Linked DNA regions of Arachis hypogaea: region 2 is linked to region 1. A link is a contact called in public Hi-C data. All regions are on one chromosome and are shown on one strand. Each heading gives the region's core, a stretch centred on a gene start, on an enhancer-like site or on the middle of the called end of the contact. The rest is flanking DNA. Distances are from core to core; before and after follow the strand shown.

Evidence for each region. Hi-C and Micro-C count contacts between places; a contact is called where the count stands out from the background.
Region 2: a contact with region 1 is called in a Hi-C map of an unstated tissue, with 3 times the contacts expected there. The contact joins the promoter of LOC112766219 here to the enhancer-like site in region 1. A contact is called at or near these places in 3 of 8 Hi-C or Micro-C datasets (leaf and an unstated tissue).

Annotation. Positions count from the first base shown.
Region 1 is chr17:133,117,033-133,122,436 of arahy.Tifrunner.gnm2.J5K5, reverse strand. No RefSeq gene overlaps it. Among protein-coding and RNA genes, the nearest start is that of LOC112767219, 15 kb to the right of the region's middle. Within about 2 kb of position 1,461, at least 2 of the 3 cell types and tissues checked have open chromatin away from gene starts, as enhancers often do.
Region 2 is chr17:133,172,907-133,177,913 of arahy.Tifrunner.gnm2.J5K5, reverse strand. It overlaps LOC112766219 (branched-chain-amino-acid aminotransferase 2, chloroplastic), which reads right to left and starts at 3,724. Exons shown (of 9, transcript XM_025812112.3): 1 at 3,321-3,724; 2 at 1,454-1,521; 3 at 1,178-1,352; 4 at 714-890. The coding sequence starts at 3,413.

The DNA of each region.
Region 1 (5,404 bases), core at 212-2,711:
TGTTTCTGTCTTTTCTATATTATTCTTAATGTCATATCTTTTTCTGATCTCGTAACTAAACACAACCAAATATACTAAAAGACATAGACACAAATTTTTGAATCTATTTGACAACAATGTATAAAACACAACAATCTAATTTAAATGTCCATTTTATCTTTATTAATTTTTTATCATTATCACACCAACATTAATGCCACCGCCATGAGAACTTTCTACTACTATTACTATCGGCACCACCAATTTTTAACTTTATTGTAAAATACTATTATTAACTTTTCTTCATTCATCATCTCAGTAATTTAGTTTTTTTTTTTTAATATTGAAACGGGTTGAAATAAATGAAAAAAAAATAAAGGTGAGATGCACAAATCTGAACAACTCAACCTTTTTTCTAAGTTTGTCTAGTCTTTTTTGTCTTTCTTAATGAAACTAATTCAAGTAACGAGACACGAATAAATCCGAACAACATTATAGTAAAAATGAATATATATAGGGAGTGGATCTTTTTCAGTGAGAAAAAGAACTGGATGGTGTCCAGTATTTAATCCTATCATTTATTATTTTTTCTCTCCTATTTAATTTTGGTCCTACTTATAGAATTAAAGGTGAAAAATTACATTTTATTCTCTCAAATATAAAAAAAAATGGAGAAAATCCATTTTCATATATATATATATGACTAAAGATGATTACTAATGACAGTAATAAATGCAACAATACAAAAAGAAGAAAAAAAAAAGAAAAAAAAATAATAAAAAAGATACTAAAAAAATATAAAATTTTATATTTTATATATTATATTTCAATATCTCAATTCAAAAAGAAAATACTAAAAATATATTTTATGTATATTTGTGTATCATTATATTCATAGAAAATTTATGTCTAAATAAACAGTCCATAAACATATACCATGCTGTCCATGTATTTTGTGTACATAAAAGACCAACCAAACGCACGCAAGTGACGGTGGAAATGCACTTACACTCACATCAATGAATGAAGAAAGACATATGGAACACTCTTGATAGTGACATTTCCGGTTGTTAGCTTTTTCCTTTCTTTCACAACAACTACAAAAACTAACAAATTAATGCACTTCCAGCTTCTTCTAAATGCACCCACTTGTCTAAAATTGTTTGGTGCCACCAAATTACTATTAACGAATCCTCCGTTAAACTCATAAAATAAAACCGGTATAATTTTCTTTTTTCTTTTCTTTCTTGTATATATACACAGACATATGGTCTGACAAAATGGACATAATTTAGCATCACTTTTTGCTCCTATTCACTTGACGATCCACATACCTACCATCAACTTCCAAACGAAACTGACACAGACACACGTGAACGGCTGAGACCAAATTTAAATGTGCTATTCAACGGCATCGCAGGCCTGTAAACTACGTAGTTGTTGGGTTGTGAATGGTATATGCCACATCGCTGCTCTACTGTTCCCACTCCATTTTAGTTGATTACGGAAACCATCCAACTATACATATATAAACTAGAACCAATAAACCATGTCTACATCTCTAACCATAAAGAAACACTATTTAGGAATGTGATATATAGATGTACACGAGATTGAATTTAAGCAAAATTTCGATTCCATTTATAGTGAAACGATTGAATTATTTTATATATATATTATCTTTAAATTTAATTTAATCCAATCAGATCAAATTCATAAATAAATGTAATACTAATATCTAATATCTAATATATATCTAATAAGAAAAGTTTAGAGGGTCAGCAATTTTGTTAAATTTTAGCCAGCATGTAATCAGCAAAAAAAAGTGAGCCATTGGATAAAATTTCACACCAATCTCACACCATTAAAACCATCATTGATGGCTATTTGATGGCTACAAATCACAAAAATTGCTAGCCCCTAGCATTCCTCTATCTAATATACTTGAGGATGGAATCTTATCCGATAGTCTAATAAATCAGATATTATTAAAAAAAAATCGAATCGAATATGAATCATATTGTGAAATTTGGTAAATTAGATATTTTTTTACACACTCCTATATATTATAGAACGGTAATTATATGTATTAAAAATACTAATATTCCAATACTTTTAGTCACTAATATTTATTATAAAATATATACATAAATGATATTATTTTCAATAAGAATCAATACCATTATTAACATTTAACGAGAATACTATGTTATGAGCTAATAGGTATATTACGAGAAAAAAAAACGTCAAAACCTCTTTAAGTTGCCACATTATAGCATTAAAAAATGAATATTCAAGACAGTAAATGCCTAATAACATCGAATCCAACTAAAAAAATAGTATGAAGGAAAAAAAAAACTTAGCAGGTAGGCATCTGTCCACTTTAACACCTAAGAGCACTACTAACTAAAGCATCGAAATATCTTTACAGATAGTTTTTCCGACTTGAAAACAACGCTGTGCCCATTAAGATCTCCGAAACTCATAAACTCATAACTTCGGCTCAGGTACGAACAGATATCAATGACTAAAATTACTGAAACATATCAAATCAAACAAATTACTCCCCATTGTTAGTGGTTCTGCTGTGGAATATATGAAAGACACGAAACTCATGGGTCTTTCAGAAAGTCACAATCACTAGCAGAAGTTGTAGCCTCTTCGATGCGGCTGTTGTCTGAACTTCTATAGCTCCCAAGCTCCTCTCTGTCCCAGTGTATGGAATATTGATACTTGTAATTCTCTTTTATTAACGAAAGCTTACTTATTTTGGAGGAAAAAAAATGACTGAAACACCAATATTTTTCGAGCACCTAAAAATGTTACGCGAAAAAAAATAAAATTCTCGTATTACAAAACAATTCAATGAGAGATTCATAATCTTTAGTTTTCACCATGGTCCGCAGATTTACACATCAATCTCTAACAACTTTCTTTTTCCTTTTGTATTTTGGACTTTATTCTCTTAACAACTTTTCATTCAAATTAAAACTGGGCTGGACATAACCTAATTTCAAATTAAAATAGAGTAGTAATGTCTCAAAATAGTTTATTAAAAAATTTAATCATACATTTTGGTTTCTAAAAATTTTTAATTATCAAATTAGTTTTAAATTTTTTATTTTGTTAGACAACTTAATTTTTATCTATACAAAAGAGATTCATTTGAAAATTTTAAAAATAGTAAAGACTTATGTTTTTGTTCAAATATTGATGGGAGCTGATTTAACTAAACTTTTTAGTCTCTAACAAACGAATTTCAGCGAAGCCAATGAGTAATAGCTCAAATGGCATAATCTCCCCATACTCAATTAAGAGGTTGCAGGTTCGAGTCTCCTATCTTTGGTAAAAAAAAAAAAAAAACGAATTTCAGCGAAAGTAATTTATCTATAGTAAGAAACAAAATTATCTGTTGAAAAGCAAAAATGTTCTAGTCACAAGGAAAAAAATGTTTCTTGTTTTTGGCATTAAAGGGGCTTAAAGCCCCAAAAACAAAACCAGGAACTGCTCTTGGCAATAACACTCTTTTAAGATCCTCTGCCAAAATTAACTTGAAATGACGGCGTGGATGATCGAGAAGTAGTTGGGCCCAGTAATTACCAAAGTTGATCCCGGATTGGGCCCTTGATAGGAAGTTTGCTATAGGAACAACTTTGAACAACGATGAACTCAACAAAAAAAAAGAGGAACAATGCTGAACTTGATCATCAAATAAGACAAAAAAAAAAAAAAATACTTGATCCCCAATTCCTGACCAAAAAGGGGAAAAAAAAACCTGTTCGAAAGTCTGAAATAGTGGTCATTGAACAATCCAAAACCACTGACCCAAAAAAAAAAAAAAAAGACAAACCAAAACCCGTGGTTGAAGGCTTATACTATTAAATAATAACTTATTTAAAAAGAAAATAACTAATACTCCTATCTGTGGAATTTGCAGGGAAGGAATAGAGACTATAAAACATGCAATTCTTCTATGCTCGTGGATCAGAGTAACGTGGTTTGGAGCACAGAGTCAATGTTTATCAACACCAGAAACAATCAAGTCATTTGCAGAATGGCTGCTTGAAATATGCAGAAAAATTAGAGGACAAGGGAAGGAAGAAGCAGAGGATCTAATTGGAAGAATTGGAGTGCTAAGTTGGGAGATTTGGAAAACGAGAAACCAGACTATATTTCAAAACACTATCCCCAACCCCAATGCTACCATCATCAGAGCTAAAATCCTAGAATCAGAAATCAGGGAAGCAATGCGAAAAAAGGAGCAGCTCGGACAAAACCAGAACAGGAGTATAAGCAGAAGGAGCATTACCTGGAGACCTCCACCGAGGGATTGGCTAAAGGCTAACGTAGATGCTGCGTATAGAAGATCGACAGCGGAGGGAGCAACTGCAATTGTGATTCGAGACAACTCTGGATGACTATTAACAGGAGAATCCATGAGAATCAGAGCTCATTCCAGCTTAGCTGCAGAAGCAGAAGCAATGAGAATGGCACTAATTTTAGCTACAAATATTAATTTGGAGCAAATCTTAATTAGAGTCGGATAATTTACCTCTTGTGCAAGCAGTAAAATAAAAAACTTATATAGGAGAGGTGGAACCAATTCTTCGAGATATTCTTCTCCTGGCTGAGAGTCTTCCCAATTGTGACTTCATATGGGTCCCTAGAGAGGGAAATAAAGTCACAGATGGAGTGGCGAAATGTTTCCTGATAGGCCAATTGGAGAAAAACTGGAGATGGAAGTCCCCATGAGAGATAGCAGAACAACAAAGGAGGGAGGCTTCAAACCAAAATGGATGCTCCAATCGAAGCCATTCACTGGGCAAGACTCAAAACACATTGCATTCCAGAATTCAGAGGCAAGGGAATATGAATTTCGGGGAATCACTGTGGCAGAGAGACCTGATGCCAAATTCGGGAACTTTAAACCCTCTCCCAGTCGTCAACGGTGCTGATGCGACTTCGCCGGAAAGGAGAAATGTCTCCGTGAATAACACCAACAGACCCGGGCAAGGCAGTCAAGCAGGGAAGGAGAAATTCGGCGTAGCCAACCGAAGCTTTGCTGGCGACGAAGATTAATGGCGAAGATGCGGCGAAAGGCGGCTTCACCCGCGGACAAGGGCATCAGACGGCGGCGGTGAAAATCGGTTGTATCAGCAAGGGAGATGGAATAGGCCATAGCAGAACCGAAGGTCTGAGGCAGCGGGGCAGGGAGAAACGGTGTCAGTGCAACCTCTGGGATCGACGGCGAACAGGCGGTGGTGACGGCTGCGCAGCTGACGAAAGCCATGAGACGGAGAGTGAGAGAGATGAAGAGAAGGCGCGAGTGTTATAGCAATAGTTTAGGGTTGTGATTGTTCCCCGACCTGACCCGGGTTCCTTGGTTGTTTGGCACTGGGCCAAGACAAAAAAGAAAAGGCTTATA
Region 2 (5,007 bases), core at 2,475-4,974, 53 kb before region 1:
TAACAGCGTGCTAATTTGGCACATTAATTTATTGTGTTCGATAAAATAAAAGGATGTTATTTTATGAGTGTTATTAGTGAAAAAGAAATACGTATATTTTGTGTATCCTGTCATTTTTAAAGTAACATGTAAGTTATCTTTTCTAATGTGTCATATTTTAATTGGATGTTTATTTTAACCTGAGTTACTTTAATCTTATGAGAGTTAATAATATCTTGAAAGACGGTGACAACCTAACAGAAGAAAATGAAACACCCAATAAGACGGTGATACTTAGGAAGCACAACGACGATGACAAAAGAGTGGGGAGGACTAAATGCAATTAGAGAGAGTTGGAGTACCTTTTTTAAAAGAATGATTTGGGAAGAGAAAATAAGACATCCAATGAAACGGTGATACTTGGGAGGCGTAATGACGATCAGAAGGAGTAAACGCAATTAGAGAGAGTTGAAGTACCTTTTTTAGAACAATGATTTGGAAAGAGAAAACGAAATCCCAATGAGATCGTGATGTTTGGGAGGCCCAACGATGAAAAATGGAGAAGGTAACTCAGGTTAAAATAAATACCCAATTAAAATATGACACATCAGAGAGGGTAACTTACATATTAGTTTAAAGAAGGTAGAATAACATTCACCACTGGTTAACGTGTTAAATCAGCACGCTGTTAACATAGATGAGTTTAAAAACTAACTACATAGATACATACATACCCAGCGCTTATTAGCCAAAGCAGTTTGTTTCAAAGCGTTGACAAATTGGTCAACGGAAGGGGCTTCCATGCACATTCTTTGTGCGCCACTCTTCATCCGAATGGCATTTTGTTCTGGACGGAACAGAAGCAGCTGCCCGTTCTCTTTTCTGTATGCTTTCGTGCCTTCGAATAACCCCTGCATACAATACAATTACCCCCACATACTTAATTATTGTTACCTTACCCCACTAACCATGCCACCGCTACAACAAATCTAGAAGCATCAAATTATTATTATTATAAAGAGAAAGTCTAGGGGCCAGCAATTTTTGTGTTTTGTAGCCAGCACTTAACCATTAAAATAAAAGTGAGTGATCTCTCACCATTAGATGTAATCTCACACCATTAAAAACACTATTGATAGTCAATTGATGATTACAAAACACCAAACTTACTGGCCCATAGCATTCCTCTATAATATACCTGGCCATAATTTAAGACAGCAGCTGATGGGCTAAGGTGAATGTTGCCATAAGGATTGAGTTGTCCATGTCCAAAATGCTGCCCCGCACCACATTTGTTTACATACATGTAATCAGTTGGCATTAGTCCAAATCCAAGGTTATCCCAGTCCACATCAGCATACTCATCATTTTCCCTTCATCAATCAAAATCCACACCCACCACCACGACTTCATTATTGTTTCCTTATATTATGTAGCACTATAACCATTATATCTATGTATTCTATTCATTCACCTGTAAGGTGCCGAGTCCGGAACTTCAAGAGAAGACGTCTGAGATGCATACCCATTGTAAGCTCCGATCTGATACATACAGTGTAATTTTGTAGTTACATATGAAAAATGATTATGTTAAGAAGGATAAATGCTTCAATACACGCACATACGTTGCATGCTGTGTTCCACAGGTTCTTATTTGGGGTTTACTCTTATACAGAGTAGAGATGTGTAGAAAATACGAAAAGAGTGACCCAACATGACACGTGGTGAGTCTCGTGACATAATGTATTGAAAAGTTTTCAAATGTACTAACACCGTATTTTAATAATTTTAATCTCTGATTTTAATTAATATATATTATATATATTTTTTATAATTGAGATCAATGGTTAAAATTATTAGAATACCATTGTATTTAATACATTTGAAATTTTTTTAAATATATTTATATACATTAAAAGTTTAATTCCTCTTTCTGGCCACAATAATGAAGTTTTTTTTTTTCTAAAGTTAGCAAACATAGGAGACTGACATTTAAGGTATAATATAACTAGCCACAAAAGTAAAGTTTTGCACTTTACTAGATACTAATAAGATACCATTCATACAAAGATATTTTATGAAAAATAATAATTAAAATATGAATAAGTGTTATATATATTATACTAAATTCAACTAAGTTAGTCCAATAAATTATTGATACAATAAAAATTATCTAAAGAAAAAAGAGGAGATATATAAAAAAAAAAATAAAAAGATTTTATTGAGTTTGATTAAAAAATAATTTGTTCACCTATTATTTTTCTCTTAGTTAAATAATCATCAATAATTTTTTATTAATATTTTCACATTATATTTTTTCAGTAATAGAAAACATGTCACTTTTTCAACTTTGTAGAAATAATGAGATTATGAGAAGAAAATAGTCCAACATCTTTATTAGTATTTAGTTTCATATTAAAGTACACATCTTAATCTTGTAAATTATGGTTTAGGAAGTAATTAGTTAGTCAGTTGAATTAGGTTCTATCATAAATACGTTTAGTCAAATTTTCAACGTTATCTATTTATTTGACAAAGACATTATATAAGGGCTATTTAAAAAAAAAAAAAGAAGAAAAATTCAATTATTGCACAATAGAATTTTTAAATAGAAATAAGATATATCATCTATAATAGACTAATAGTGTGACAATTATTAGTTGCATTATTTATATATTTTAAAAATTATTTTAATAATATAACAAAAATATATTTAAAAAATATATATTTAAATAACTTATCTTATCTGATAAATAGATCACAATATAAAGAACTTTCATAAAAAATAATAATAATATTTTAAATATAAAATAATTATATGTGAGTCTCTACCTACATAAAAAATACATTATCGTAGAAACTGACACCATCACGATGAGTCACGAAACGGAGTGAGGAACCGAGGAAAGAAGAAGCAAAGATAAGCTTGCATGTCGAATAACGGAAAAGCAAACAATAGAGAGAGAAAGAGATTGATGAATTGTTATCAATGAACTATAATAAAGGTGAAAATTGAATGTAGTCAATTTTATGTAAAATTAATTAATTTAATTAAATTTTTAATTAATAATTTTTTATTATTAACTTTATATAAAATTAGTTTTCATCCTACAATATAATATTAATATTTTTTTTTACTAAAGATAGGAGATTAGAATTCGCAACCTCTTAATTGAGTATGAGGAGACTATGTTATTTGAGCTATTACTCGTTGGCAATATAACATTAACACTACACATGCAGCAGCATCACAATTGAATGACAAATAGATCACAAACGAAAAAACAGCGGGAAAAAAGAATAAAGAAACTAATAGAAGCTAAGAATGATAGAAAGAAAACCTTGGAGGAAGAATTAGAATAAGGAGAAATAACGGGTGGAATAAGCAGCGATTTCCTGATGAAACTGGGGAAGCATAGAGCTCTTCGAATCATGGTGGTAGGTAGTTCAGATTAATAGGGTAGGAAGGGTAATTAGCAGAAGGAGGAAGCCCAGGATCTGAAGTAAAAAAAGATAAGCTCTGATCAATGCCTTTGCATATGGCAATTCAAACACGGAACCATGCGTTCCAGTATTTATACAACGCGACCAAACTTTGGTGGTAGATTTTTGTTCGCTTTTTTGGAAGAATGCATATGGAAAGTGTGTGTAATTTAATTTAAATATTTAATATATATATATATTGGAGAAATTATGGGAAAATGGATAGGAAGGAGTTGGCAGTAGTAGTACATCCAAAATGCCCCCATGACCAATATGTCTATGATATATCCACGTCAGTCCATATCCGCTTTGTTCGTAGTTACCTGGTGAATGCGAATTGGCGTGATCATTTTTGTTATTATTAGAAGCTTTAGAGGACAGTTTTAAATTTAATTTTATTGGTTATAGATTTAAAACCTTTGAAAAAATTTCAAGTGCATCGAAAATATCGATATTTCAGTTATTTTAACCGTTGATTTTAATTAATATATATTATATATATATTTTTATAAAACAACTGAAACACCAGTACTCTCGGTGCACTTGAAATATTTTCAAAACTTTTTTGGTGTAAATTTAATTTGTACTTCAACTTCAAATTCAAATTCTTATTATGTAAATTCTTTAAATACTTATATTTGACATTATCTTGTAACTAATAACACACGTCAAAATTTTCATCTTCTCTATTTTTCTATATAATATAATCGAGCCTCTAGTCTAATAAGCAATACTTAATCCTTTTTTCTATAACCAATTAACCATTACAACTGGCTTATCTTCTTTTTTTTGCACTTATCATGGATTTCAATCCTTCCTCATCACTATCCATCAAATTTTGGTCTACTTTTATTTATATATATATATAACACGTGTTTAAGAAGACGTTTTTTGTAATTCCAAAAAAGAAAAAGGGTCAGTTTGGTCAAAGTCAAGCATATGATATTATTAGAAAAAAATTATACCAATTTTAACGGCATCTCCAATATTTTATTTTAGTAATATTTTATTTTGAGTCTTATAAGATATTACATAAATATTTATAAAATTATATATTATATTTATAAAATTATATATTATAAAAAATAATTTGATACTGAGGATAAAAATTACTACTTTAATATTTGGTTTTATTTTAATTTATTAATAATATTATAATATTTATTTAATGAGTTTAATAGATATACAAATAATTATATTATATTAATTATTTTTAAATGATACAATATCTCATGATATCAGTATTATTTTAAAGATTATATTCAATAAAAATTTTAATTTTAATTTTAATTTAGTATAATTACTATAAAAATAAAAAATAATACTCAAAAAATATTTCATTGGAATTATTCTAAAGATTAATAAGACTAACCGTTTGTCTTAAATGCGATTGCATTAATTTAGGGCACAAGAAATATAGTGTTTTTTAAGTTACTTGGAGTACAAATAACTATAAGGAGTTCACTAAATTTAAATTACATTTTTTTTTGTGACTATTTAAACTGCATTTAATTAAGTTTGTTGGATTTAATTCATATTTAAAAA